Linked DNA regions of Gossypium hirsutum: region 1 is linked to region 2. The links are chromatin contacts, called in public Hi-C maps. All regions are on one chromosome and are shown on one strand. The core of a region is the stretch at or near the end of the contact, and the rest is flanking DNA. Distances in the headings are between cores, read along the strand shown. Region 1 holds the start of LOC107886462 (REF/SRPP-like protein At1g67360). Region 2 holds the start of LOC107886471 (ranBP2-type zinc finger protein At1g67325).

What was found. A called contact is a pair of places that touch in the nucleus more often than the background predicts.
Region 1: a contact with region 2 is called in a Hi-C map of leaf, with 4 times the contacts expected there. The contact joins the promoter of LOC107886462 here to the promoter of LOC107886471 in region 2. A contact is called at or near these places in 10 of 34 Hi-C or Micro-C datasets (anther, callus, hypocotyl and 1 more).

What each region holds. Positions count from the first base shown.
Region 1 is chrA03:92,094,324-92,097,155 of Gossypium_hirsutum_v2.1, forward strand. It overlaps LOC107886462 (REF/SRPP-like protein At1g67360), which reads right to left and starts at 1,262. Exons shown (of 3, transcript XM_016810426.2): 1 at 911-1,262; 2 at 579-812; 3 at 1-356. The coding sequence starts at 1,117.
Region 2 is chrA03:91,297,656-91,300,381 of Gossypium_hirsutum_v2.1, forward strand. LOC107886471 (ranBP2-type zinc finger protein At1g67325) reads right to left here and starts at 1,319. Exons shown (of 10, transcript XM_016810439.2): 1 at 1,203-1,319; 2 at 878-923; 3 at 670-785; 4 at 1-258. The coding sequence starts at 1,211.

The sequences.
Region 1 (2,832 bases), core at 12-2,511, 800 kb after region 2:
ACGGGAATCGATGGTAAATACCCAACCACAGGATAACCTTTTCCGCTCTTCTCCTTTAACCAACTGTTGTATTTCTCACACAAATTAGCTGCTTTGGGAACAACCTTTTCTGTCACTGAGTTGAAAGTCAAGTTGCTGTTCAGTTTAACCCACAACTTGGTCGAGCTTACCAACACCAAGTTCTTGTACTCAGCTGCAGCGTAGTGCAAAGCCCCTCGTGCTCCATTGGTTCGAGCCTCCTCTACTAGTTTCTGAGCCTTTTGGGTTGCCTTTTGGACCAAATCGTGGGCCAGGTTAACCACTTGCTTGGCTGGTGCTGGAGCATGCTCGTCAAATTTGTGTGAAACCTCATCTACCTACGGTTATTTTAATCAAATACGATAATAAAGTTAGGAATAAATTGGTTCACGCTAAACTTAACTTTCCCCATTTTTAAAATATTAGATTTAATCCTTACTCTTCCGATGAATTTCAAAATACTAAAATTACTTGCTAAACTTAAAGACGAGAAAGAACTAATCAACAGAAACTTCTGATCAAAAGTTCCAAACAGTGATTTTTTCTTAATGGGCGAATACCTTGTTATCAAGAAATCCAAGAAAATGATCAGGAACATCCTTAAATTTCCCGTAGGCGGGACCGACGGCAGTGGTAACGGCATGCTCGACGGCGTCAACGGTGGATCTCAACGGCCCCGAGTTCTGTTTAGAGTAATCGTAAAGGTTCGAGACGCAAACCAAGGCGTGGATTGTAGCCACCCTGACGAAGTTTAGGTGCTTGAGGCCTAAATTCTTGTTCTCAAACTCTAACCCCTAAAATTTTAAATCAAATCACAAACAAAAAAGCTCTAAGCTTAAATTTTGAAAATAAGGGAGAAAGGAGGAGAAGAAGAAAGAAGAGATCAAAATACCTTCTCCATGGTTGCCATCTGTTTGATGCAAGTATTCTTTGCTTCACTTTTTTGAGAGAAAATAAACGATCGTAATCTACGGTGTAAAACAAGTGCAATTTTATTTATTTTATAGATGAATTCATATGGGATGTTAGATGAGATCCAACGGTTTATATCGGATCTAAGGATATCACAATGCCAGAGCGGGCGGTTTTCCAATTTCATCTTTCTTTACTTTTCTGGGAGCAAATAGAGGATTCTAGAAGGACACGTGGAAGGATCTTACTTGGTGGAGATGCAATAATATCTAAGGGAACCATTTTCTTATTCTTGGGCGGTCTGTTGTGAGGTCCACCCATTCCCACACCAATTTTTATTCTATCTAATTGCGCTGAATATTATTAAATTATTTGTAAATTATATTTTAATTATTTAATTTTAAAAATTTTAAAATAATTTAAAAGTTTTTATTTAAGCTATTGAATGATTAAAATAATTATTGTATAACTTTTTTCGTTTGTATTACTTGCACAAATTGAAAGATTTTCTTACTCTTTCTTTTTACAGTTTAATTTTTTTTAAAAAATAATGTTGAATGTTATAAATTTCAAACTAACATTCAAAAAATATTGTTCTTTAATTTTTGACATTAATTATCAAATTAACTTAGATATAAGATATGTTATTATACTTATTAATAAATATTAATCTATTTTATTGATCATTGAAGTGTCACTTAAAATTCACTAATCAAATTTTTTTAAAAAAATTTAATAACTCAATAACTTTAAATAATTCAACCGCTTTTGTGTCTCATTTTACTTTTGGAACTCAAAATTGTGATAGGAGGGAAGCAAGTGTTGAGTCGTTAAGATTTAATTATTAGATTTTTTTTTACAAAAATATTATAATTTTATAAGTTGTATTAGGTTGTGTTTTCTATATTTTATATAAAATTGAACATATTAATATATATAGGAGAAGAATCGGAGTTGTTTAGTGTTTTGGATTGGGATGTGAACTACAGATTTAATATCAATATATTCTTTTATTATTATATTAGTGGTTAATCCTCGATATATTAATAATCAGGGTGTGCTATTACATGAAAAATTACTTAAAAATATAATTTCTCAAAAATGAACTTATAAATTTTTTTTTTATGTTCGGATGATTTGGCTTTAACAAAATTTTTACAAAATCTAAGCTTTGAACATCAAAGAATACTCGTTCAAAAAAATTCTTTCTAACATAATTTTATTTATTTTTGAATTAAATAATAATTATTTATGGTTAAATACAAATTAATTTACATAAACAACCATATGTATATATTTTAGTTAAAACATGCTCCAAATTATTGAGCAATGACCAAACACAAACACAAATTTCATTTTCCAAACAATCATAAAATTATTAATAAGTAGAAGGTAAAACATTTCCAAAATGTGAGGCATTTTATTACATGCAGAAGTAAAAAAATTGAGATACACTCTGCTATATCATCTGAGTAGCTCATGTTGAGTGACAAAATAAAATAGAACAAGACTGAAAAATTGCAAACTTTGTACTAAACACTACAACCACTTACACAACACATATAACTCATGGAAACATATAACTAACAGCGGGATTAGTACAAAGAGACAGGCAAAAACTGGCATTTTAAGTGCATTTTTAACAGCTTTAATGGCATTCCAATCAGCTTGGAACTTCTTCCCATCCTTTGTTCCACCATGGATAGCTAAAAGAGAGCAACCAACAATACATCCACTAGCATATTTGATTGTATCATGTGAATATGGGAACACTCTGATTTTGCAAGAAACCAACACGTTGAGATTCAAAGCCAACTTTTCCACTAAAAGATTTCACAAGAGGAAGGTTGTCCATCAAGAAAGCTCCATAATTTCTTTGTCTACCAATTGGCTAACGACACC
Region 2 (2,726 bases), core at 69-2,568:
ACTAGAATAAGGGGGTGGTCCAGAAGGCATATGGAGCGGCCGAAAGGGACTGCCACCAGAAAGACGACTGCCATAATTGTAATGATAAGCCGATCCTCCAGAAAAAGGTGCTTCATATGGAGGAATAGAGGAACCATTGAAGAGGGAAGAACCATAAGGTGGTACACTGAGATACATAGAAGATGGTGCTCCAGAACCTACATATGGAGCAGACGATGAATAACTCTGTGGCACCTGGAGAGGCTTGCCTGCAGATTTCTGAAAGGGGAAAATTACCAACTCAAGCTTTAAAAATAAATAATGGGAGAAAGAAAATGCAAAGGGTCAGTTTCTAAAGGGAGAAACAAACAGTAGAAAAGATTTACGATTTTATAATAAACAGAGTTATGAAAAAAAATAGGACATAAACGGACTAGAACGAAGCAAGCATTGGGTATCACATAATATACTCTGGTCTTTCAGCACAGAACCAGGTATTAACAAAATAACTGGCTAAGCCACATATTTTGAAGAATCCGCTCTTCTATTACTAATTCTGTTGAAAAACAATTCCAATCTGAACAGAAAATCGAAACCTACGAGCCAAAACTAAAGCAATTAAAATTTCAACAATATTCAAAAACTCAGGAATATTTTGAACGCCATTGGCTAATAAATATGAAGACTTACTGAGTTATGAACAGCTGGCCTGGGTTGAGTGCAATTGCGCATATTGCAAGTAGTTCTAAATGAAAAATTGGCATTCCCGCAACTAGGGCATGTCCAATCATCTTCCCTACGACTACCTACAAATTTAACCATAAAAATTCAAAATTGCCAAAATTGAACATGTTAAAAAGTACACAGAATGAAATAAAAATAAAATTAAGCGGCATACCATCGGTTCTAGCTCGCTTCGCTGCAGAAGAGTTTCTATTATCAACCTGAACCAATTGCCACCCCCAAGAAAGAAGGTTAATCACCGAAACTATGTGCATAAATCGATACTACGCAATAATTACGAAATTAATTTCCACTTTTCAATAATAAATTGGAGAATTAAGCAGCAACAGAAAAGCACATAAAAAAAATCGAAAGAAAAAAGAGAATCCTAGTTTGACAAAGGGGAATTGATTTTCAAGACAAATCTATTATTAGATCTATTAAGTTGGATGCTCGAATCTATAAGAGGGCAAATTCAGAGAATTGGAAGGGAATAATACCTGAGACATTGAGGCGGCGGCAATAGAGGGAGTTATGACTGTTTCGGTGTGAAGATTCGAAACAAGAGAGAGGGAATTGGGAATTTGCCCTACCTGCGATAAAAGGGCGGCGACAAACTAACGGACTTTAAACAGAATAACCAGGGAACTTTTATGCGTGATGTGAGGGATGTAGTTGAAAATTTGGTTTAAAATAAGTATAAACGGTTGCTCGCTGCTGCCCCTCTGAATTTCTGACGCCGTTATTGTGATTTGGATGGGGGCCGGTGTTTGGACTTCGGTGTGACCTTTGCCTATTTTGGACGGTCCATGTACTCTTCAATTAGCATGCCTCGAATTTGTTGGTCAAGGTTCAATTGCTTTTAAATAATCTTATTGATCTCAATCTAATATATAGGTTTACATATGTGATACATTAATTAATTTAGTATGAATTAAAATATATTAGGTTAATTATTTAAAATATTTAAAAAATTGTTTTGTATAGTTTGATTGCAAGGTTTTTTAAAATAAAAATCATAATTATTAAAATGTATTATTTTTAATTTACATGTACGATATTATATTGTCAACAGTAAAATATTTTTCTTAAAATCATAAAACAAATTCATAAATAATATTGTCACATAAAAGAGAGAGCATATATAATTCACTAAGGCTACATTGGGTGAAAAAGAACTAGAAATGATTAAGGAAAAGAATTTATGGTTATAAAATGCATGAATTTGACAATTTTGATCAACTTGAGAAATGGTAATTGAATATTACAATGTCATGAATTAAGTGCATGTACGTAAGCAAAGGAAAAAAAAAGATTATGAACACTTACTGAATATTGTATTCCATCACATTTATATGGATTCTTATGCAGTTACCTTATTTATATGCCATTGCTAACATGTATGTGTAAAGCTTATTGAGTTCTTTCTAGTATAGTATTTTTCTATTTAAGTTTACTAAGTATTTCATGCTTACGTGTTATTGTTTTTGCTTGTAGATTATCGCTTTCAAATCCTTGAAGTCGTCTCAACTTGAAATCATCACACTAGCAACAAACTTATCTATAGTATGAAACTTAGTGTATTTATGACTTGTGGCATGTATCTAGAATGTCGATATGTATGATCATGCTAGTTTCAATGGCCATTTGTTATCTTGAGTAGCCTAATATTTAATTGATATGTTAGAAGCTCTGGTGGTTATGTTTGAGCTTATTAAATTGAAGTTCCAAGTAAGTTGGCATTCATGAAGCCAAATTTTCATTTAATCAATGCTTAGATTGATATCAAATTTGCTTTTCATGATATCTTTGAAGTATGGCCAAAGCATGTTTTATGTTACTATGTTTAAAGGCGTTTTGGTATTTTTTTTTTAAACCCAAGTTTTGGTAATAAGCCTTTGGGTATCAAAACAAGTGGTTTTCAAGTCAATGTTTGGCTCCAGGGGTAGAGGTATTGATATCTGACCCTTGCGGTATTGCAACAAGTGTGGCAAAATGACAAGTTCTATCACAATTGGGAGAAG